Linked DNA regions of Mus musculus: region 1 is linked to region 2. A link is a contact called in public HiChIP or PLAC-seq data. All regions are on one chromosome and are shown on one strand. The core of a region is the stretch at or near the end of the contact, and the rest is flanking DNA. Distances in the headings are between cores, read along the strand shown.

Evidence for each region. HiChIP or PLAC-seq counts read pairs in DNA pulled down with a chosen protein or histone mark.
Region 1: a contact with region 2 is called in an H3K4me3 HiChIP or PLAC-seq map of bone marrow-derived macrophages, with 4 times the contacts expected there. The contact joins two enhancer-like sites. A contact is called at or near these places in 3 of 115 datasets of contacts at active chromatin or transcription factors (bone marrow-derived macrophages, pancreatic cancer cells and stem cell-derived neural progenitor cells).

The regions. Positions count from the first base shown.
Region 1 is chr10:44,010,211-44,014,776 of GRCm38.p6, reverse strand. The region is part of intron 2 of Crybg1 (crystallin beta-gamma domain containing 1); the gene reads left to right. Among named protein-coding and RNA genes, the nearest start is that of Gm40636, 44 kb to the right of the region's middle. Within about 2 kb of position 3,151, at least 12 of the 459 cell types and tissues checked have an H3K27ac peak or open chromatin away from gene starts, as enhancers often do. A contact at or near this core is called in bone marrow-derived macrophages, where this site is marked.
Region 2 is chr10:43,421,972-43,426,393 of GRCm38.p6, reverse strand. All of the region lies in intron 7 of Pdss2 (prenyl (solanesyl) diphosphate synthase, subunit 2), which reads right to left. Among named protein-coding and RNA genes, the nearest start is that of Bend3, 55 kb to the left of the region's middle. Within about 2 kb of position 1,618, at least 31 of the 459 cell types and tissues checked have an H3K27ac peak or open chromatin away from gene starts, as enhancers often do. A contact at or near this core is called in bone marrow-derived macrophages, where this site is marked.

The DNA of each region.
Region 1 (4,566 bases), core at 1,902-4,401, 590 kb before region 2:
CACACACATAAACACACATTCATACACACACACATACACACACACACACGGGCACACACATACACACACTCACACATACACATTCATACACACACATTCATACACACTCACTCATGCACACATATACACACTCTCGAGCACACACACACACACACACACACACACACACACACACACACACACACACACACTTCCACTCTGTCCCTGTCTAATGTGAGTGCAGCTGAGCCAGGTTGGCCTTTTGCTGTTGTTCTCTCTGCTCCAGCATATTCCTAATCTCCCTCATGTCATTTAGAAATGAATTGCTGGCTCCGGAACTAGCCCTTGCTCCCTTAACCCTTCGATTCTGAGACTCCATGGGTCTTTATTGAATTGTAATTACTCTTGATCTTTGGAATGAGTTGTGTCCAGACCATTCCTTTTAAAAGTATATAAAGAACACACCTTTCAGTTCTGAGCCAAATAAAAAGGACTGAGCCCACTACTTTGTATGAGCATAGTTCTGTTTCCCAGTCTGGCTAAACTTTAATTAGAACTTCACTGGCTAGTCATTTAATTATGTAGTCAGGACATGCACAGGGTAAGAAATACTTCCGCTATACTATCTGCCAAATCCCTATCTCCTTTAGTCACACACTGTGCACAAGGGGGGAAAAATCACCAAATTATGATTGCACGTCTCAATTGCAAAGCAAATTTATTCAGCCTGACAGTTATCTTTGTGAGAAAAAGGAAATATCTGGGAAACTGCTTAGTTGAAAGGAGATGTTTTGGGTTATCTGCTACTTCTAGCAAGCGACACAGAATTGAGGTCCCAGCCCTGGGAGCATGCTGACTTGTGTAATTGAAGAAAGCCGTGAAAGGTCATGACAAAGTGGGTGAGGTTGGGAACCACGGGCTCTCAACAATGTTCTTCCCCTGCCTCTTCCAGTTGTGTGTGTTAGTCTGCAATCCAGAATTCTGCATCTCTTTTTCTTTTCTCCCTCTTCCCTCCCTCCTCCCTTCCTACCTTCAATCCTCTTGTCCTTTCTCTTTATTGTTTGTGTTGATATTTCGAGACTGCTGGAACTCACAATTCCCCTGCTTCCGCCTAGAAGGCATACTACACTAGATGACCACACCTGCTGCATTTTTCCTTAAAGGAAATTCTCAAGGTTATATCTACTTCAGCTCCACATACCCTTGTTGACCTCTGGCCAGGACTAGTGAGCATTTGGCTGGCCCTAGTCCAACCCTTTCTCTAGTGGGCCTGAGAGGGCAAGAGGAGGAGGAAGCCATGGTCAAGGCCAGATCCTCAACTCGAGGCCTAACTAGGGGAGAGGAGAATCCGTTACCCCATCCTAGTCCCTCCCTTTGCACCCCTGTATGTGCCTCCCACTGCTCAAACCTAATTAAAATTAAAAGGCAAGGGGTTCAGTTTCTGTGTTTCATTATGGTTGGGGTAAGACACACACACAAGGGCAAAGTGGGGTGAGCCAGCCGCCATACCCGGAACACACTTTACACTTTACAGTTGTAGAAGAACTCCATCCCAAGAGTGGGCTGGCCTGCCAGCTACTCCATCCCAGCCATTGCTGCACAGCCAGGTCTAGGGACAAGCAAGGCACACAGGTGGGAAGCATGCAGTGCAGCCAGCCCAGTGGCTTAGCTGACATGCATCAGGCCATACAGCAAAGACTCGTCTCTAACAAAGGACTACAGTGCACGACCTGGGAAAAGTATGGAGCCAACATTTAGAAAGTCTGAGTGTGTTTAGGAAAACTAATCTCTTTGGACTGTTGCTCACCTTTATAAGGTAAAGAGAAACTTATGGCATAAAGTGGATGGATGGTCAATTGTTATTCACGAAATTAATGAGAAAATTATTTCATAATTCAAAACGTCTTCTTTCAATTGATCAGGTGTTAGTGGCTTAATCAGGTATGGTTGCCCATGCCTGTAATCCCAGCACTTCCTAGGCTAAGGTAGGAGGACTGCCAAAAATTTGAGGCCAACTATTTAGTGAGTTCCAAGCCAGCCTGAGCTAAAGGGTGAGATCCTGTCTCAAACAAAAGTGTTGATGGCTTTAAAAACTGAGATTTCACTCCGGCTCTGTAAAAAAGTAATGATCTAAGTCACGTGAGATAGCAAACACCTGTAATCCCAATACTCCGGATATGAAGGCAGAAGGACCAGAAGTTTAGGGCTGTGTAGCAAAAAATGAGGGCCAACCAACTAAACAAATGATCTGAAGAAAATTCTTTCCTGAAACTGGAAATCTGTTTTTGATTTGCCGTTAATTTTTTAGTCAGAGTTTGAAATAATGGGCTTTGTCTCAACATCTTAATATATGATAGGTTTAGCATTATACTGCTCATAATCTACCTTTACTCCTAGATGGACCCCATGACTTTCATGTCATCAAATCTGGATTCCACATTTGAGAGGATGCATATAAATATTTGTCTATCTATGTCTGGCTTGCTTCACTTAATGTGGTTTCCTGTTCCATCTGTCTCCTTCTTTGCTATGGAATAAACTCTATCATAAATGAGCGTCTGTGAGATGTGTGCTGACTAAGATGCCTTTGCGGGTATGCCTCCGATGCCTCCATGCTTTCGGGGGTATGCCTCCGTGCCCCGTAGTGGCATATTATGACTGTAGTGCTTCATAGCAATTCTTCTGCCAGCTGCCCTAAGGTGCCTTTGGGGGAAGTGCTAAGGATGGAACCAGGATCCGGAGCTTCCAGACAAGTGCTCTTGCATTGCCTTGCATCCCGCACAGGGAATCTGCCTTTTAAAAGAAACTCTTCACACGCCTTTAATCCCAGCACTCCGGAGGCAGAGGCAGGCGGACTTCTGAGTTCGAGGCCAGCCTGGTCTACAAAGTGAGTTCCAGGACAGAAACCCTGTCTCCCAAAAAAAAAAAAAAAAAAGAAACTCTTCAGAAGGGTGGACATTTAACCCTTTCGAAATGAAAGCTTTTTATAATCAGGAACACCACTATTTTGGACATCACTAAGTATGGGAATTAAAGAAAAGAGACATGAACCAGAGGCTCTGTCACTCTTTTTTACAGAATAGTACAACTGATTTTACATGATAGGTTGTGGTGCTGTTTGACTCTCGTGACTTTTTTCGTAATAACACGGAGGAGGAAGTGAAGGGAACACAGTGGTGAAAAGCACAAGAGGAAGGGTTAGCAGACACGGAAGGGATAATAGAAGCAGTGGCAAATGTTAGAGAGAGCCGAGCTATCGAGCAAGCAAGAGCCCCACCCAGGGATCCTTGGCGGAGAGATGATGGAGGGAAGACCCAGAGGCCAAGTGTGCCACCTGTTGCACCATTTGAATTGGACTATAGATCAAGAGCTGTCACATGGAACAACTCCACGAGCTTCTCTATTCCAGGACTGCCTCCCACTGACCGGTGCCTGTTGCCGTCTGTAACAGCCTTGGGAGAAACTGCTGTCATAGCTCAAATGTAAAAACAGAGCATCTCTGTTCATCTCTGAACCACTAAAGGGTCTCTAACTGTAGTTCCAGATGCTGCAGAAGCTAAGGCAGAAGGAGCCCTTGAGCCCGAGGCCAACCTTGGCAATACAGTGAAACATCACCTCAAAAAAAAAACAGAACAGCAAAACCCAACCAATCCAAACAAACAAAAGCCATTAAAACAAAGCAAACAAGCACCCTCGCCCCAGAAATGGCTAAACAATTAAGAATCTATCTTGAGGACAGAAAGTGGATTATATATAATAGAAACACATTAAATTTAAAATGAAAAAGATCAGTACTTGATAGGCCCACTTACGTGGTGAACATTTCCTTTCTTTGCATCAATCTGTATACCTACATTAGCAGGAGCATCAAAAGGCAAGATGCATGATAGGTGAGTGGTAGTTTATATCTAATAAGGAGCCAGGTCTGTCTGAGGTCTGTGAGAACCATGTCTGGACCCTCCCTTGAATGTAATTTCCCGTCTCTGAAGCTGTACTGAGATGATATGCAGCTGTACGCTTAGTGTGAAGGAACGGAATTTTAATTTTAATTGAAATTGTGCTGAACTACAGAATTCATATCAAGTACTGGGCCAGCCAGGGCTACTTAGTGATATCCTATGTTGAAACCAAATAGCAATCAAAAGAATGAAAAATCTTTCTTGGTTTTTGTGTATTTCTCTCCCACAACCTAGCTCTCTGAGATTTTTCTCTCCAGTTGTGAACTATTTCTTTTCTTTCTCCATCCCTGGCTCCCCCCATCTGTTCTTTAGTTAGCTGTCACATGGTTCTAAGATATTTCTCACTTTCAGAATAACTGAGAGGGTCTCATTTACCCAGGGCTTGCCTCAAACTCTGTGTGTAACCAAGGATGACCTAGAACCCCTGGGTTTCAACCTGTACTTCCCAAGTGCTGGGATAACAGTCACCAGCCACTAAGTCCACTCTTTGTGTCAGTGCTGGGGACAAGACCCAGTGCTTCATGCTTGCTGGGAAAGTCGAGGAACTTCCTGAGTCCTAGATATGACTGACTTTTACTGAAGGAACTTTTAAACTTTTTAAAACTTTGATAATTGAAGACTAAAGTAG
Region 2 (4,422 bases), core at 369-2,868:
TGCGTGTGTGTGTGTGTGTGTGTGTGTGTTCTTTAAGGGTGTGGCCTCTCAAGGATGTTCCAGTGGATAGCCCACACCCACAAGTATATGGGCAAAGCAAACTGGACTCCATGTCTTATTAAAGAAAAACAAGGCAAAACAAAACAACCAAAGAGCCAGGAGATGGAACTGGGAGGGAGGGAGGGCTAGGGGAGTAGGTGGATCTGAGAAGAGTTGGGGGGACTTGAGGGGTGTTGAATATGATTAAAATACAGTTGTACGCACTATGAAATTCTCAAAGAATTACTAAAAGTATTTTATTTAATTAATATAAAAATATTATATTTAGGAGCTAAGCACAGTGGCATATACCTTTAATTCCAATACTAAGGAGGCAGATGCAGGCAAGCTCTCTGAGTTTGATGTCATACTGGCCTACATGCTGAGTTTCAGGCTATCTGGGGCTCCATAGTAAGACTCTTTCTCAATACGCATGCACACATCCGCGCACGCGGATGTACACACATGAGTACACACAGAGTACACACATGAAGGAACATTAAGAGGACCGAGTCTAACAGGTCTTATGAACTAGAAGAGGGAGGGACATACAGACAGACGGTGTATCTTGAGTAATCCATCCATTCCCTCACCAAGTACATCCCGGGAGCTATCATGTGTGAGACCTTAAGCCTCCAGAGCACAGTAATCCACACAGTGACACTAACCAACTATGATATCTGCCATAGCCTTAAGAGAAATGTTGCATTGTAGGATGGGAAAGCCAGGGCACCCACCGATGGCTAACAACTATCCGTAACTCCAGTTCCAGAGGATCCAATGTCTTCTTATTTTGCCCTCTGAGTACCATGCATACATGTGGTACATGGACGAGAAAAGTGAACTTAAGAACGGGATGGGATGGTTGAGCTGGCACACACTGTACAATCTGCTGGAGGACACAGGGCAAGAGGATCACAGGGATGAGGCTAGCCTGGGCTACAGAGTTCCAGCACAGCAGGAGCTACAGAGAAACTTATCTCAAAAAGGGGGTGGTGGTGCATTGTTTCACTAATTATTATTATTACTGTGAGCAAGGTAATTTAATACTTTATGTAAAACATTGTAAATTGAATATCAACAGCAAGGGATATTTGAAGTAGGAACAATTTATGACTGCAAATATTCAAACAGTATCAACAGAAGTTGGGCTAATAACGGAGGAGACATTTTATCATGTCATATAAAAGAGGCCCGTCACAGAAATCTTTTAATAATTTTATTCATGATCCACAAAGGAAGAGATATAGTGACCACTGAATCTATCAATACCATTGAGGTTTGTGGGATTGCTAATACCAGAGAACAAGAATCAGAAATAACATCAGAGACGGGCGGTGGTGGCGCATGCCTTTAATCCCAGAATTGGGAGGCAGAGGCAGGCGGATTTCTGAGTTTGAGGCCAGCCTGGTCTGCAGAGTGAGTTTCAGGACAACCAAGGCTACACAGAGAAACCCTGTCTCAAAAAAACCAACAAAACAAAACAACAAAAAAAGAACTATCATCAGAAACTTGGAGAATTACATCATCCAAGCCGGATGGTCGTCACTGGGGCTGAGTGTGGAGCACCCACACCCAGAGAGAGGAAGGAAAGGCCGGCCGGCTCGTGGGAGGGGACAGAGGCCTGGCAGCTCTGCCTTAGGAAATGTGTTATCTCATGTGTGATTAGGAAAGTTTTGTTGGAGACAGGCTATTGCTATGTAGCCCAGGCCAGTGTTAAACTATGAGGGTGTAAGCTGGCCTAGGAGTGAAGATCCTCCCACCCTCCAGAGTACAAGCTCACAGGCATGTGACACCATTTTGGGCAGTAGAAAGGGAAATCTTTTTTTTTTGATAGGTATCATGTACGGAGGCTGGCCATGAGCTCTTCCTCCTCTCCACTTCCCAAGCACTGTGTTACAGATGTGCACCATGCCCACCCCTCTGCTCACCCAGCACTGGATTAGGGTCGTGCACCACCATGCCTACCTCTAGAAAACTTTTTTTTTTGGACAAAAGTTTCATATAATACAAAATCTTAAAAACATTTATTCATTTTAACACATTTTATTTTTTATGTATATGATGGGTGTTTTGCCTGCATGTCTATGTATGTACCATATGGATTTCTGGTTTCCAAGGGCATTGGATCCCCTGGAACTAGAGTTAGAGACAGTTATGAGGTGCCATATGGATACTGGAAATCAAAGGTAGGTCCTCTGGAAGAACAGGCTGAGCCCAATACAAAAGCTTTTACCTTGTGCTATGGACAGAAACTGGTCATGCCAGCACCCATGTTGGGTGGCTCAGAACTGCCTACAATTCCAGCTCCATTGAATCTGACACCCTCTGCACGCACATGTGTACACACGTTGCATGCATGCACGCACACATAAAAAAGCTGGTTATAAGCTGTCTTATGATAACACAAATTCATTATTTAAATAATACAGAAAAAATAAGTTGATCAATTATTATTTTTCTATCACCTTAAAGGAAATTTGAAATCAAACCAGTGGTTGCTAAAACTGAAGTAAGTTGTTTAACTAACAGATTAGTAGGTACACACCTCAGGCTCGGTACTGGGAAGGCAGAGGCAGGTGGATCTCTATAAGTTCTAGGCCATCCTGGTCTACATAGCAAACTCCAGTCTAGCAAAGGCTAAGAAGTAAGACCTTATCTCAAAAAAGGAAAGAAACAAAGAAAGCTAGGATAAAGACAATCTACTCTCATTGCTTGTCTGAACTATAACTGCCAAAAGAACAATAACTGGGAGAGCAGGGATGGACAAGGAACTGAGGGCTGGGACCCAGCCTCTCAGAGGGCAGCTCTGGCTTGCCCTACCCTGCTTCTCCCAGCGGGGCCAGGAGAGCCACAAGCACAAGTCTTCCTGTTCACCAGCTCTTCCTCTTGCTCACCTGTGTCCTGGCTCCTCTGCTGTTCTTAAGGCCATCACAAAAAATCAGTTAAATTTCCCAGCTGGGTGTGGTGGCTCAGGATGGAAATCCCATTACTCAGGAGGCTGAGGCAGGTAAGTGAATCACCAAGAGTTCATAGCCATACACACACAGACACACACACACACACACACACACACACACACACACACACACACACAGATACACACACACACAGAATACAGCAAAACCAAACCCTCACAGACAAGTTCTATCCCAAATGTGGTTTCTGCCTATTGCCATAGATGGAAGCAATTCCCTAGAAGCTTAGGGTTAAACCTGGTTGGCTCACGTGAAACAAGATTTAAGACAATTTATTTTCAGTTCCCGCTATAATTGAATTCATCACCATAATGTTAAAGGAAACAAAAATCCAATTCAAATCAGAGCTTACAATTATAAGATGAAAATCTTTTAAAAGTACAATATATTTCTTTTTTAAAACATGCCTTTTTTCACATATTTTAACGTGCTACTTTCTAGTTTTTATTAAGCATAGAACATTTTACACGGTTGCACCTACATCAGATGTTTTTACAGTTGGGCTCTTTCTTTTTAAAGTGTGCTATAAACATCTTATCTCCTGCACTGCAAGTCCTTCAGGAGCAAGAGAGGACAGAGAAGGTCAATGCAGCTAGGCAGTCTCTATAATTATCACTAATTAAAACAGGAGAGCTAATGGAACAACATCTCCAGGAGCCTAGAAAGCGCGAGACCGCCGTGCCTTCAGTGATGCTGTGTGGAATTTTTTACAGGAGATGCTAATACGAAATCCCAGGTTAGGAGAGCAGCATCTGCCTTAGACAAGGGGACAGAGAGGAGAAAGAGCAACACCTGGGGCCCAACTGTGTCACGTGACAGCTACTCAGAGCCAGCTCGCCAGGGCTGTGGGAAAGGGTGTCATAGAATAAATAATCATAAGTAAGTGGACAGACTCGTGTATAAAAACAGCAATGGTATATATTTTTCAATACTCATTTTTTTTAAAAAAGGATAAACTGTTTTAGCATTTAAGGACAATAAAGAGAAGGGATGGGCAGCGAGGCAAGCCTCGGGGAGAGCCATGATGTAAGAGGAGATGCTCTCTTTCTTCTCGGAGGAAGGGCTGACCTGATCACGTGAATGCAAATATCAGGGCCCATCTTTGCTGGTGGGAAGAGAATTGTAATGTTCGCTTTATGCAAATGTGTCTTATAATAACAGATGCACAGGGACTTTTGGGGTTAAGAGGGCAAAAGAGGGCACACCAGCCACAAGGTGCTGGTTCCTCAGAGGCGACTGGAACCTGCTGTGAGTCAGTTCTGGGAGGCAGCATGAGCTCCGATGGCCCATGCTCAGGGTCTCTCTTGCACTGTAGTGACTGGGACTACAGGCCTAAAGAATTCATCTTTCTTCACCCCGTGAGCCATTCTGTGTTTTGGGTGACCTTCCTAAGAGGACATCATGG